2 separate regions of the Mus musculus genome follow, and region 2 is linked to region 1. A link is a contact called in public Hi-C data. All regions are on one chromosome and are shown on one strand. The core of a region is the stretch at or near the end of the contact, and the rest is flanking DNA. Distances in the headings are between cores, read along the strand shown.

Region 1 (3,469 bases), core at 595-3,094:
TTGCTTCACCCCCATGTGCTGTCCTTTTAGTTCTTGATCTTAGCCATTCTGATATGTTCCTTCTAAAAATAGAAGTTGTCTTTCTCCTTTGATTGAGAAATCTCCTGAGATAGTTTTTTACTGGAGCCCTAAAATGGTCTGGCTTAAACTTTTCTGTGTTTCTGTTTCTATTTGGTTTTGAGTCATTGATTCTTTGAGCCTTAAGTAGTTTTCACTTTCATTTATTTTCTCCCTCTGCCTCCTCCTCTGCCCTCCCCTTCTCCTCCTCCTCTCCCTACTTCTTCTTTACTCCTTCCCTCCCTCCCCCACCCGTGTGTGTGTGTGTGTGTGTGTGTGTGTGTGTGTGTGTGTGTGTGTGTGTCTGTGTCTGTGTCTGTGTCTGTGTCTGTCTGTCTGTCTGTCTGTGTCTCTCTGGTGTTCTTTCCAAATTTTCTTTATACAACATGCATTAGTCTACTTTCTTGCAGCTGGATAGTGTTCCCTTGATTAGTTCAATATATTCATTCATTGGCAAGCATTTGGGATCTTTTTATCCTTGGATTGTAGTGTATAATACTGCTGTGTGCGGGTGTATACAAATGTTTATTTTAGCACCAGTTTTCATTGTGTTTGGTGTATGCCTAGGAGTGTCACAGTAAGTAGTTTTCAACTTTTTGATGAATGGCCAAATTGATTTTTATATTGTTAATCTTTTGGATAGTCCTAATGATAATTTAAAAAAAAAAACAAATAATACCAAATACTAGTAATTTTCCTCTTCTTAAAAGCCGCAGGTGTCAAATTCCCATAACCCCACATCAGCAGAAGAACAGCAGCTGTACTGGGCCAAAGGGACTGGCTTTGGCACAGGTTCCACGGCATCAGGATGGGACGTGGAACAAGCCTTAACTAAACAGAGGCTAGAAGAGGAGCATGTGACCTGCCTTTTGCAGGTACGCTTGTGAGTCGGTTGTTATCAGTACTGATGATTTACTCAGTTCATTAAGTATTTTGTCTTTTTTCTTTTTGCTGAGATGTTTCATGTTTTCTAGGCTGCCCTTGAACTCTGATCTTCCTTTCTTCACCTCCAAGTGTAATCATGACAGATGTGCTCCAGCATTCTTAGGCTTGCTTTTGCTTTCTTCTCCAAATACAGTATAAATGCCATGGTTTAAAGAATGGTCTTTTATGCTTGTAATTCTAAATATATTCCCCTCAATTAGCTTCTCACCTCAGATACAATTATCCTTTGATTTCAAGATGTTCTCTAGAAACATAACATCTGCTAGCTAGCCTTTGTTTTAATGTAAAGCCTCTGACCTGTGCTTACAACCCAGTATTCGTACTCCATTCTGCACTGGGACCTCTCACCGCTAAACTGTACCTGTAGCTCACTCTCAGTTCAAATTGTTCTATAGTGATTCCACAATCAAGCAAGTTGAAAATAGGAGGGGACATCTTTATATCATAGAAATAAATGAAATTGCCGCCATTTTGAAGTGTTACTTTGCAGTTTTAAGATGGCATGCTCGTTGTAGTATAAATTCTGAGGTCCCAGCACTCTCAGACTGAATCAGTGCAGTGAGGACTTGGAGTGCAGCGTAGTAGCGTGTGTGCCTAGCATTCATGGGCCCTCTGGATTCAGTCCTCGGCACCGCATTAAAGTGACACTGCGAGCGAGCATCTGAATCTCAGGTCACGGTGACCCACATGGCCAAGTGGAGGCCACGGGAGCCTCCTGAGTTCCCCAGAAAGAGAAATCCAAAGGCGACAGTGGTGATGCTCCCGTGTCTGTCAGTCACTGTCCAGTCACTGCTCTGTTAGTCACGGCTTACTGCGCTCGTGTGCTGCTCTGTCCTCAGGGCGCTCCTCTTTCAGTTACATAGAGAGCTATTGTCCTGTGTAAGCAACCCTCAGCAAACAGTCCCTTCCCTTCTGAAAAGTTAAGTGGAAATGTCCTTTTTTAGCCGTGTTTGATATCTCAGGCCTATAATCCCAGCACACAAAGTTGAGGGATAAAAATCCAAGGCCACCCTCTCAGTCGAGAAACCCAACCTTGAGGTTTGTCAGGGCCTTATGTGGAAAAGCTATCTCCAAAATGAAAAGTACACAATCAGAAAGAGTGTCAACATTGGCTAAGTAAAAACCAGATGCTCTTGAGTGTGCTGAGATCAAGTGTCTAGTTATGAAACACATCACTGAAGTGTATAAAGCTGAACTCCAATTTCTTGTCTGCAATGCAGGTCCTTGCGAGTTACATAAACCCCATGAGTGGTGCTGTCAATGGGGAAGCCCAGGCGTCTCCCGAGAGCCGCGCCCAGAACAGCAGTGCTCTGCCCTCGGTGCTTCTGGAGCTCCTCAGTCAGTCCTGCCTCATCCCAGCCATGTCCTCCTACCTGCGCAACGACTCCGGTGAGTCAGGGGTGCAGGCGCTGCACGGCTGCGTAACCTCAGACACGACTCTAACTTGAAAGTCCATTATTGAAAAAGTAAGGCCGTGATACTGCCTAAGAAGGGTATAAAGTTTTTGAAATTAAAGTTACCATAGACAGCCTTATCAACGTGCAACTGATGTAGGGTTATTTTGTAATGTACATGAATATAATGTGGCATAAGTGAATATAATGGGCTTTTATATTAGTCACACCTTCCTTGTCTCATCCCTGTCTCTCTCACATTGCTCTCAGTTCTTCCCAAGTAGTTACTTATCTGCCTCCTTGTCCTTTTTCCTCTACTTTAAAAATGTGTGTGTGTGTGTGTACACAAATGGACATGCTTGCCAAGACACACCCGTGGAAGTCAGGTCACGGTTCAGTTCTTTTCACCGTGGAAGCTCCACTACAGCTCAGGTCTTCAGTGCTGTATCCATGACGCCTTCTCCCTTTGGGGCCTTTTGAATCTATTTCAGGGTAGTTTGGGTTTGTACTTCCTTGATAGCTAATCATTATGAAAATTGTGTTATGTTGGCTATTTAGGCCTCCTGTTTTAAAGTCTATATAGTTCAGTTCGTTTGTCTTTTTTGACTTTTTTGGTGTTTATCAGTTCTTTATATATTCTTAGTATTAATTAACCTTTTATCAGGAGAGCTGAGATCCTCTTGTTAGAGGTAGCCACTGTTAAATTTGGTGTTGTATTCTCTCTCTTGGTTCTTTTCACTTGTGGTATAATGATGAATATGCTATTCTTTTGTGTGTGTGTGTGCATGCGTGTATAATTATAAATATATGCATGTATGTTCTTTTATGTATGCTATAGTTAGCTATAGTAGTATTAGTTTTAGATTCTAACTTTTATTTAGGAAATTTAAGATTAGTAAATGCTTTTAGAAACATGGAGATTTATGCAGATTCAGTTTTGTTCACATAAATTCTGAACAATTCACCTTCTTTATCTAGACTGTTTAATGAATTGCTCTCCTACTAGATCTCTCCAATAATTTGGTCCTTTTTATAGACCTGAAAGGAAAATGTATTTCTTTTATATATAAGTG
Region 2 (3,281 bases), core at 329-2,828, 420 kb after region 1:
TTGTTTGTTTCAGGTGTGGCATGCATTTGTTTAATTATCTGCTAAGGTCTAAAGTTGCCAGGAAGGTTCTTAGGATTTTCTCTGTGGGTGACTCAGCCCAGGTGACGTCCACATGATAGAAATCACAGTATTGCTTCAGAATTGGAAATACTGCGCAAACCTAGTGAAAAAGTGCCGTTCTTTAAAATTAAAAAACAAAGGCCACATGTTTTTGTGTTCAAATTAATTTAAGTTATTTGTAAAAAAATAAAGAGATAATGAAGCTTTCAGCTATACCCTCTGAATTGAACTCTTTCATCCTGGAAGAAGCCTCGTTAAGACTGAGGAAGAAAATGAAACTTAACAAGATTCAGGAAAGAAGCACAGTTTACAAGTCTCAGGAAGTTCCTGCAGTTTAAGAGAGTCACAAGGCCCCTCCGTATGGTTATACAAGCAGTAACAGTTGCTAAGGAGAGGGTAGCCAAATCGTCTGCAGGTATAAGTTTTCCTCACGCTTGTGCAGACTTTCCAGTGATGTGGTTGTCTTGAGCCATCCCCACTCCTGTAATAAATTCACTGGTTCATTAAGCTAGAGTGGGAGGGAATTGTATCTTTGATGTTTTGTTAGTGCCCTTTTTGGGGTGGAAAGACATTTGTTCATGCTCCCCCGCCCCTCTCCCCCCAAAAAAGTCTCACACAAAGCTCTGTTAGGAAGTCTTTGACAAAAACAGACAAACATCAAAACAAAACACAAAATAATATTGGGGATTTTCAATCTCACGTATATCATTATTTCATATGTACCATATGTTTCGTAAGTACTATGCTAACAGCTAGCATAAATATTCTTTCATTTTACTAAATAAGGGATCGCTGAAGTTACTTTTTCTTTCCTTCATATTATTTCTAGAGTTTATTTATATAAGTAAATATGCTATATATTTTAATTTTAAAGATTTATTTTTATTTTATGTACATGAGTGTTTTAAATGTGTATACATGTCCATCGCATGCATGCTGGATGCCTATTGAGGCTGGAAAAGGATGTTGGATTCCCTGGAACTGGGGCTGTAGACAGATGCAAGGGGCCATATTAGTGCTCAGAACTGAACCTGGGCCCTCTACAAGAATAGAAAGTAACTTCTGAGCCATCTCTCTAGCCCCTACAGCTATCTTTTTAAAGAGCAAAATACATGCAATGCTATCTGTGCCTTCTAATAAAGTCACATATTTGCCATCCTTGGTTAAAGTCTGGCTCTGCTGTTGATGGGCCTGGAATCAATAAATGAGTGATTCGCTGAATCATTGCCTATGGATACCAGGTCCTCTTTGGAATCACAGATGTAGTATGTGAAGTGTAAACTAAACCTTAGCCTTTACGAACTAATTGCTTCTAGCTGCCTCGCTGTGGCCAGTAAGGCCAGTTAAGTGACAGCACCGAAGGGCTTCCTGCTGCATGGGAAACACTACAGCCGTAGCTCAGGGATTTATAGCCACTGTAGAACTTTGCAGAGAATGTGTGCTTACTCTTTCCCAAGAAGAGCAGGCAGCCTCTAAAAGCTAAGAGGCTGCCCCTGAGCTGGCTTCTTTTTGTATGGAGACACTGCCCCTAGTGTTCAGGAAAGTAATGCATACTAGAAAATAGTCTAAGATTCTGATGTTCTCTCGAAAGTGAGTTGATTTTTTGCCGTCTGCTGTATAGTAGATCCCAGATGAACAGAATTCTTCAAATAGCTTTGGCTTTATTCTGCACTTAGGCAAGCCTGGAGTGGTGTGCCTCAGAGGCCCCAGGAGTTATCAATGCAATGTCATAAACCTGCTTTCCATCCGTCTTTCAAGGGGCTGCTGGTCTATTCCATGGTCCAGAGCTCTGAAGAGCACACAGACTACGTCTGGTTTGTATAATAGCTGTCCTTGGTGGCTTGCAGCTCACTCTCAGGGCATCTTTTTCTCAGATGGCGTTTTCTTCCTTTCGTCTTCTGGATTGGTTTTTTTGATGTCCCGACTACATGGAGTTGAATATGTATAGAGTTAGAAGACAGACACTATTTGGTAGTTGGTTGTTTTGTGTTTTAGTGCTAAAATTAACTTATGTTTCAGGATGTCTTAGAATCAGTGAAATTAGAGATGAGTCCTGGATCTACCAAGAGCCTTTGAAAACACTGGTGAGAGTTAGTGCAGCTAAGATTGTTGGAAGTTTCACTGTGGAAAGCTAATACTTAGCACAATGGTGGAATTATTGAGAGGTTTTTTTCTTCTTCCCCTTTTGGGTCAGCTGAACTGCTACTGAGAGTTTCATTATGTGAATGCATTTAAAATAAACTATTTATGAACCTGCTTAATGCCGTTGTGCTTTAATGTTGGGATGTTAACGTCTGCATGAATCCCAGAATGGATTTAGTATTCTATATCATGTTGGAATGATGACAGGCCATGGGGGCGTAGGACAATGCTGGCACATTTTCAAAGACATTCCTCCCTGATCTGGGTACTGTAATAAACACAACTGCAGCTCGCTCAATTCATTATACACACAGTGTGGGTAACAGTTTGGAAGCTTTTTTTTTTCATTTTATTTTCTTTCCTTCCTCCTCCTCCTCCTCCTCCTCCTCCTCCTCCTCCTCCTCCTCCTCCTCTTCCTCCTCTTCCTCCTTTCCCTTCTCCCCCTCCTCCCCCTACCTCCTCCTTCCCCTCCCCCTTCTTCTCTTCTCCCTCCTCCTCCTTTCTTTTTTGAGCCACTCTGGTTTTAGAGGATTATGTATAGAACTGGAAATAGTATCTATCTGGTAAAAAGAGAAGTTAGATTTGACCCTTTCTTTAAAAAGAAAAAAGAAAAAAAGTAGCGAGAACTGCTGGATATACACACAGTGTGTGAACACCCACAACAGTCAGCGTACAAAGGGGCTGCCTTAGAAAGCGTGGATGGGTGCGATTTGCTTAAGTAAGATTTCGCTGTCGGGCAGCAGGTGGCAAGCTTGGCTTTTCGGTGTTCCCCTGTCTTATTATTTTTTTTATACTGTAGGATGCCAAAATTCGAAGAGGGTGGTTTGAGTCCACTAGAATCTGTCATTTCTTGGCAGCGCAGCCTTGAACCACCTCCTTTCCTCACTGCGGGTAATTGCCTTTCTTTGGATACCACTGCCGACCTTCAATTCCCCTGTTGCAGATGCTAGGAATTAATTCATATGAGCAATGCTTTATTCTCTTGTGATTTTAGCAACATGTTCCTAATGGAGAAAAGAAATTAGAAACAAATGAGTTTAATGCAGGCCCCATGCGATTTATATGGATTTGGTTGTGTC

Evidence for each region. Hi-C and Micro-C count contacts between places; a contact is called where the count stands out from the background.
Region 2: a Hi-C map of cerebral cortex shows a contact between it and region 1, with 6 times the contacts expected there. The contact joins two enhancer-like sites. A contact is called at or near these places in 2 of 39 promoter capture datasets (hippocampal neurons and liver), 24 of 484 Hi-C or Micro-C datasets (B cells, the Ba/F3 cell line, the HL-1 cell line and 15 more), 2 of 115 datasets of contacts at active chromatin or transcription factors (astrocytes and embryonic stem cells) and 1 of 9 other capture datasets (embryonic stem cells).

Annotation. Positions count from the first base shown.
Region 1 is chr17:74,667,992-74,671,460 of GRCm38.p6, forward strand. Birc6 (baculoviral IAP repeat-containing 6) reads left to right here. Exons shown (of 73, transcript NM_007566.3): 63 at 768-932; 64 at 2,223-2,391. Among named protein-coding and RNA genes, the nearest start is that of Ttc27, 48 kb to the right of the region's middle. Within about 2 kb of position 1,845, at least 31 of the 459 cell types and tissues checked have an H3K27ac peak or open chromatin away from gene starts, as enhancers often do. A contact at or near this core is called in granulosa cells, where this site is marked.
Region 2 is chr17:75,085,978-75,089,258 of GRCm38.p6, forward strand. The region is part of intron 3 of Ltbp1 (latent transforming growth factor beta binding protein 1); the gene reads left to right. Among named protein-coding and RNA genes, the nearest start is that of Ltbp1, 82 kb to the left of the region's middle. Within about 2 kb of position 1,579, at least 64 of the 459 cell types and tissues checked have an H3K27ac peak or open chromatin away from gene starts, as enhancers often do. A contact at or near this core is called in granulosa cells, where this site is marked.